2 separate regions of the Hordeum vulgare genome follow, and region 2 is linked to region 1. Evidence: chromatin contacts called from public Hi-C data. All regions are on one chromosome and are shown on one strand. Each heading gives the region's core, a stretch centred on a gene start, on an enhancer-like site or on the middle of the called end of the contact. The rest is flanking DNA. Distances are from core to core; before and after follow the strand shown.

Region 1 (3,818 bases), core at 1,312-3,811:
TGACCCATTCTTTAGTTGTTGGTGAGTCCTCGGCCCAACCCATGACTGGCAGACCAACATGGCAAGCGCCTCCTAATCCAGGACACCGTCAACCATCTCTTTCCCCCCAAGTCATCAACCTACTTTACTGTATCGTGCATCGTAGGTGTGTGGTTGGTGCTTGCGATTTACTGGGAAGATGCTTGGGCGTGCGGTGTTGGTGTTGGTAAGTGTTCATCTACGGAGGATTTTAGAGAGTGAGGGAAGCAACAAGAGAGCTTTGCCATTGGTGGTGGCATGCCGTGTGGTTCGGCGGTGGACACGCAGAGGCGTTCAGTACAATCGTATAGAAGAGAGTGGGTTTGTATTTGCCACCCGAGCATGTCCAGCTGGCGCAGCCGACGGTGTGGACGCCTGTCAAAGTATGCTAATGGTATTTTGAGAGCATCTCTTGCAGATCCACTACAATTAGGGTTCCCCCCAAAATGATTTTGCGGGAACGCGAAAGCTATGACGGAACAAATCCCATAAATCTCATAGTGCAAATTCAAAAATATCTCCGCAATCATAGTGCATACATAGAAAATACAAACTTCACGCTACACATTAAACCTAAATCGTCAGTCTCACTCATCGGCGTCGAGGTAGAACTTGGCAGTGGACTTTCCGAGCGCGTTGGCAAAGGGCATGCTCCTCCTTGGCATTGACGCCTTCTTAACCGGCCACCACCACACGTTCCGCGGCTATGAGCTCTGTATCGACCACCCGACACCTATGGAAGTGCGGAAAGAGGTTGGCACCGATCTCATGGAAGTCGGCCCAAGGGCTCCGCCTGCCGCTGCGGAAGAGCCGACCGCGGTCACGTGCTTACTTCGAGCACCATGGCTCGACGACACGCTGACTAGAGCCGCCAGCCTCCGCGTCATGCCGTGCGAGCTTGCGTGGCAGCGACCCGCCACGTTCGCCGCGCCCATGAGCATCATCGACCATCGAGGAGAAAGAAAACAACGATATATGTCGCCGCAATTGAAGGGGGCTAGCAACGCAACGTGCAAATTGCACCGGAGGGGATAGGGTTTGCTAACCCTAAAACCCGACCGGCCCTGTAAATATAGCGCCGGAGGGATGAATACGCGGACCACATGTAATTTTGTTATGGGTCAAGCTTTGTTTGGCGGATCTTTTCGGGCCAAAAAAAGCAGGAACTTGCAAAACGGTCGGAATTTTACACGCTCTTTTGCGGGATCTCGTAGAGATGCCGTGATACCTCTGAAATACAGCGACCAAAGTGATCCTAACGTTTACGTTCGAGACGAAAAAAAATGTTCGAACACCGTTGTCTGTGGTTGTAAACTTGTAAATTCTTGGGCACCGTTCTACCGGCGCACCGGCGCGAGCGCCCCCGTCGGTCGACGCGTGACCCTGCGATGCAACAGCTGCTAGCCATCAGATTGGTTTGTCTCTTCGTCAATCTCTTGCATCGTCTTTCTCTGGAAAATTGCAGCGTCATGAGTGCCATTGACCCCGGCCGTAATCTCCCGTGAGGGGACTGAGCTTGAAGCAGCACAACACACCCCGTACTCGCCGGAGCCGCCGTTCGCCGGAGCTTCTCGTCGGCGCGCTCGCCAGCATCCTTGTCGGAGCCACTCGCCGGAGCTGCTCGTCGGCGCGCTCGTCAGAGCCGCTCGCCGGAGCTCGTCGCCGTCGACGCCGCCGGTTTGAAGCTTTTTTCACTTTCGTTGAAATTTTTTCCGTGTCGCTTGAAGCTTTTTCCATAACGGTTGAAGCTTTTTCCATGTCGTTTGAAGCTTTTTGCTGGTTGTAGCAAAAATGACAGGCTTTCCTCGTTGGTCTGTGGTTGAAGCTTTTGTGTCAACTATTGCAGCTTCTTATGTTTCGATGTCGCCGGTTGAAGCTTTTTACATCGTCGGTTGCAGCAAATCAAATGAAGAATGTAGCAAATTTGTATAATGGTTGTAGCATTTTTTCATCATGGTTGCAGCTCGCCATGCCAACGCTTGTAGCAAAATTTCCGTCAACGCTTGAAGCCTTTTTTCATGCCGGTTGAAGCTTCTTTCATGCCGTTTGAAGCTTTTTGCACATTGCTTGTAGCTTTTTTTAATAGATGCATACGCACAGATCCGTCCATGACAGGAGGCAGCCATGGCATCTTCCGTGGCTCGGCCCGAGCACCGACGATGGTGGTTTTGCAGCAACGCTAACGAAGGGTACGAGGGCGTGCGGCGGCGCGTGCGGGTGGGGGGGGGGAAGGGGACAACGACGGCCTACTTAAAGGGGACGCCAGCGAAGGTACGAGGGCGTGCGGCGGCGCCTGTGCAGGGGAAGGGGCGACGGCGGCTTGCGCACAGGGGACGCACGTGACGGCGGCGTTTGTACGGGGGAGGGGGCAACGACGACGTGCACAGACAGGACGCGCGTGATCCGCGTAGATCAACCGAACGCGATGGGTCCTGCCGAAATGGTTCAACCAGCACCGTGTATAAACGTTTCCTAAATTCTTCCGCCTCATTTTCCTTCTTGCATTTTGTGTGGATCATGCCAAGATAAGGTCGCAGCACCCAAGCAGAGACCGCAGCAAAGGACGAGCCACGTTTAGAATCAGATATCCACCCGCTCTTGCACCGTGGCCGCCCCGCCACATAAACCGCCGCAGGCTCCCCCTACTCCCGAGCTCGCGGTCCCCAACGGCTACAATGGCGCGGCAAATCGTGCCTTCTAGAAGCTTCCACCGCCTGCTCACCTCTCGGCACTACCCGCTGGCCTCCCCGGCACCACCGCTCCGCCCTCTGCTTCTACCGAAAGCCCTATCCCTGGCCACCGCCGCCGCCGCCCCGCAACTCCCACGCCGGGGGCGACGTCCCGTCGTCGCCGCCTCCGCCTCCGCCCCAGCGCCCTCCTCGTCGGAGGCCGAGGCGGTGCCGGGGGCATGGGGGAAGGTCTCGGCTGTGCTATTCGACATGGACGGCGTGCTCTGCAACAGCGAGGAGCCGTCGCGCCGCGCCGCCGTGGACGTCTTCGCCGAGATGGGCGTCGACGTCAACGTGGATGACTTCATCCCCTTCACGGGCACAGGTGACTTATCTGTCTGTGCTACTTGTACTGTCAGATCGGAAATGCAGTTCGCGATCTCTGACGACCATCCCATCCTATATGCTGGTATCCTATTAAGTTGCGTGTAATCTGAACTACAGATACTGTATGCACAATATGACCTACATATATTGCTTTTAAAACTACGAGCTACTCCCTCCGTACCTAAATATAAGTCTTTTAAGATATTTCAATAGGTGTCTACACGCTGAGCAAAATAAGTGAATCGATACTCTAAAATATGTCTATATACATCCGTATGTAATCCATTAGTGAAACCTCTAGAAAGACTTATATTTAGGAACGGAGGAAGTACTTTATTGTTTTTAAACGTGTATCTGTACGACTGTACTTCGGTTGTAACTGGCTTGATAGTACATTGTACACCACTTCCGCAGCAGAATAATTGAACAGTATGCTCGAACCAAGTTCCGTGCTTCTTAAGTTTTCTAATTTGTGTTATTCGGCAGTCTGTAAGGATCATTATGATTCCTTGGTATTTTCATTGGCCACTAATTGGTTATATGCTTATTTGACAGTAACCATGATCCCTCGCAAATTAGTTTTCTAGTTTTAAAACAATAACATTCTGTCACAGCCCATAGAGCCATTTACTGAACTGAAAAAATACTGTCACATCAGAGTACTCTTGAGAGTATGTTAGCTCTAGCTATAAGCATAAATGTTCTACCAATCCCTGCATTGGTGGACATGATACCAATTATCAA
Region 2 (3,991 bases), core at 28-2,527, 310 kb before region 1:
GGTTAGCCCGGACGTTTCACGTGGATATAAAAGGTTCAATTAAGTTACTCACTCCGTTCTAAAATAAACGTTTTAAGCTTAGTATAATTTTATACTAAAACTAATACAAAATTAAGACAATTATTTTAGAAGAGATGAAGTACATTTTTATGATCAATCAGTGATGGAATGATCCGTTCATACGTTTGAAACATGAATGAGGGATGTGACCGTAGATGATCTCACGGCCGGTCGTGACAGCATCGACGTACTCAGGCGGAAGCTAAGTATGGCTCTATCACACGCGTCCTCTGGTGACAGAGCAAAGGGCTAATGCACGGCCACTAAAGTGAGTAATTCCTGCTGCCACGTAGCGCGGTTCTCCTCCAGTCACATGCACGCTCGACCGACTTGATGGCAGCAGTCGATCGTTTTGTCGTGGATCGTGTGGATTCACGGGCGGGAAGCAGCGAGCACGTGTCCGGGATTCTCTTCCGTCAGCAGATTGGCTCTTGACGGATTCCCCCATTGTTGAAAGCTGTTTTTACCGTCGGCGTGGAGGCACGAGTATAGGGTTCCGCCTCCACACAAATTGGAATCGGAAGCTTTTGTCAGCATTCGCGGCCCATAAGCCACTGCCCGCTGATAGGAAGAAGGTTTCGGGAGCACTCGTATTCGATTTTGCATAGCCAAGTGCAGTTTAGATCACAGAATGTGTGTGAACGAAAGGCAACCAGTAATAGTATAGCCACAGGAAGCCAGTGAGAAACAAGTCGACGCCGATGTGTTGGCAACCGCACTTGTCACCCTATACGTCGGCATCCTCATTTGACTGGTGGTTACAACTTACCAGTCGTACTTGAGTGATTTTAGGAAACCGGCGTGCTTTTTTAAGACCGGAGACGCTATTCAAAGAAGACATGCGCGTGGTGTTAGCTGCACAGCCTTCCTTCCTTCCTTCCTTGAACGTAAGGTGGGTCGAACTGTCACGCGCGTGGTGTTGCACACCCAAGCAGCCTTCCTTCCGAAAGACACTACTACAAACTCAACCACAAGTGGGGCTGACGCCACCAAGGATCTCACACCGAAAGCAACGGCCAGAGCTCCTCCAGGCGACCGACTGGTGATGTCAGCCTACACGTCTTCCCGTTTGGGCCGGTCCAACCTAGCGCCGTAAACCTGTGGCCCCAGAAAGCACGCTCGGCTCCTTGCCCTCCAAGCTTTCTCTAACCTCAAATCGCGAATCAGACCGATTAAATATCCTAATCACCCGCGTTGACATAGCAATCCCGGAAAAACCCGGTGCACCACCTCCACGAAACACCCGTGTCCCGGTGCGAATCTGCCAGATCGAAACGTGAGATACAGATATACGGCAGTCCGTAGACGAGGTCCAGGAATAACCTCCTGGCGAGCTGGAGAATTCTATTCCGCCGCCTATAAATACGGCCCCCCTCTCCTCGCCAAACCAACCAAATAGCCTCTCATCCCTCTCCGCCTCGAGAAAAAACAAACAGAGTATCGCATTCCGATCTCGCTGTGCGGCTGTCGCGAGCTTCCCCATTCCCTTCCCGCAGTGCCGCCGAAGCAAGCATGTGTCCCGGCGGCAGGTACGCGGGCCTTGACCTCCCCGCCGGCGCCGGAGCGGGGGACCTGCGGCCGGCATTCGACGTGCTTGACGCGGACCACGACGGCCGCATCAGCCGCGACGACCTCAAGTCCTTCTACGCCAACGCCGGCGCAACCGACGAGCGCTTCGACGACGACGACATCGAGGCCATGATCGCCGCCGCCGATGCCGACCTCGACGGCTTCGTGCAGTACGACGAGTTCGAGGGCCTCCTCGGCCGCGCCGCCAAGGCGGGGACGGACGGCGGGTGCCGCTCCGCGATGGAGGACGCCTTCCGGCTAATGGACCGCGACGGGGACGGCAAGGTCGGCTTCGAGGACCTCAAGGCCTACCTCGGGTGGGCCGGGATGCCGGTCGCCGACGACGAGATCCGCGCCATGATAAGTATGGCTGGTGACGGCGACGGCGGCGTGGGGCTCGAGGCGCTCGCCAGAATACTCGCCGTGGACTTTGGTGCCATCGTCTGAAGAAACTAAAATTATCGGAATGTAAAGTGCTATACTAGACTTGAATTTGTTGGGACCTTTTCCCCCCAAATTTGGTTGGTGGGGAGAGCGAGCTGGCTGGCGTGACCGCGTGAGAGTGATTGTTGAGTGGTTCTCGTTAACCGTGAGTTTTGAATGTATTCTAGCTGTTACCCATAAAAAATCGAAAATCTTTGAGAAACTTGTCTAGACTCTTTTTCTTTTGAACCCACATAATTTCATTGATTAACAGCATCGTACAAGTGCAACCTTGTATTGTACTCCCTCTCTAAACTAATACTTCCTCCGACTTAAAATAAGTATCTCAATGTTGTACTAGCTCTAGTATAAAATTGTATTAAGTTTAAGACAACTGTTTTGAGAGGTAGGAAGTATAACAATGTTTAGATCGTTAATTTAATAATCTAAACGCTTTTATATTAGGCCCTGTTTGTTTCATAAGTCCTAGGACTTTTTTAAGTCCCAACTTATAAGTCATAAGTCCCTATATGTTGTTTACACAGACTTATAAGTCCCGAGTCCCTACCTGTTTGTTTACCGGGACTTATAAGTCCAGGTTGCACACAGGATAAGCACCGCCGCAACGAGACAGAAACGGGGCGACGAACGAACGGGGCGGCGACGGGGCGACAGAACGAACGGGACGGGGCGGCGAACCGAACCGACGGAGCGAGAGGCGGGGCGGCGACGGGGCAAGAGGCGGGACGGCGTGCTTGGACCGAGCCTGGAGCGACGCGGGGTAGGTCCGGCCCGGGATAAGTCCCAATAAGCTCCTCCCTGAGAGTCTTATTTGATAAGTCCCAAATCACCATAATAAGTCCCAATAAGTCCCTTGTGTTTGGTTTAGGTGGGACTTATAGGGACTTTTTTAAGTCCCTAAACCAATAAGGCCCTGTTTGTTTCATAAGTCCTATGACTTTTTGAAGTCCCAACTTATAAGTCATAAGTCCCTACCTGTTTGTTTACAGGGACTTATAAGTCCCGAGTCCCTATCTGTTTGTTTACAAGGACTTATAAGTCCATGTTGCACCTAATAATACACTTGTTCACATAACCTGCAGTCAACATGGATCGTCATCAGCCAAAGCGTACGGCACACAGGATAAGCACCGCTGCAACGAGGCAGAAACGGGGCGACGGAACGAACGGGACGGGGCGGCGACGCGGCGACGAACCGAGCCAGAAACGGGGCGACGGAACGAACGGGACGGGGCGACGAACCGAGGCAGAAACGGGGCGACGAAACTAATGGGACGAGGCGGCGACGGGGCGGCGGCGGCGATTGGACCGAGAGGCGGGGCGGCGGCGGGGCGGCGGCGGCGATTGGACTGAGAGGCGGCGTGCTTGGACCGAGCCTGGAGCGACGTGGGGTAGGCCCGGTCCGGGATAAGTCCCAATAAGCACCTCCCTGAGAGTCTTATTTGATAAGTCCCAAATCATCACAATAAGTCTCAATAAGTCCCTTGTGTTTGGTTTATGTGGGACTTATAGGGACTTTTTTAAGTCCCTAAACCAATAAGTCCCTGAAAACAAACACCCTCTAAGTCCCTCGAAACAAACACCATCTTAGTTTACGAAGTGAATGCTTCATCAAGCCCAGGAGTAGTTCTGAAGAAAGTGCAGCTAGTACTTATTAAGGCAAGAACCATTTAAATACAGGATGGTCAAATAAAATGTGGTTTGTAGGCCGAAAGACCAAGACAGCCTTGAAATTCATGACCTACATGTTAAGAATGAGGGCATGCTCAATAAATGGTTGTCCAAACTTTTTTTTTACACAGGATGATGTTTGTCAAACCATGCTGCGCAACAAGTATCTAGTCCAAAAGGCATCTCACGCATATTTGAAGTGACTCTCGCTTTTGGGCTGGCTATGACGGTAAAAAAACAACTTTTT

What was found. A called contact is a pair of places that touch in the nucleus more often than the background predicts.
Region 2: a contact with region 1 is called in a Hi-C map of seedling, with 4 times the contacts expected there. The contact joins the promoter of LOC123446550 here to the promoter of LOC123448808 in region 1. A contact is called at or near these places in 3 of 6 Hi-C or Micro-C datasets (leaf and seedling) and 1 of 1 datasets of contacts at active chromatin or transcription factors (embryo).

What each region holds. Positions count from the first base shown.
Region 1 is chr4H:423,417,215-423,421,032 of MorexV3_pseudomolecules_assembly, reverse strand. It overlaps LOC123448808 (protein SUPPRESSOR OF QUENCHING 1, chloroplastic), which reads left to right and starts at 2,561. Exons shown (of 28, transcript XM_045125827.1): 1 at 2,561-3,072. The coding sequence starts at 2,694.
Region 2 is chr4H:423,723,334-423,727,324 of MorexV3_pseudomolecules_assembly, reverse strand. LOC123446550 (calcium-binding protein CP1) reads left to right here and starts at 1,277. Exons shown (of 1, transcript XM_045123122.1): 1 at 1,277-2,275. The coding sequence starts at 1,573. The coding sequence ends at 2,076.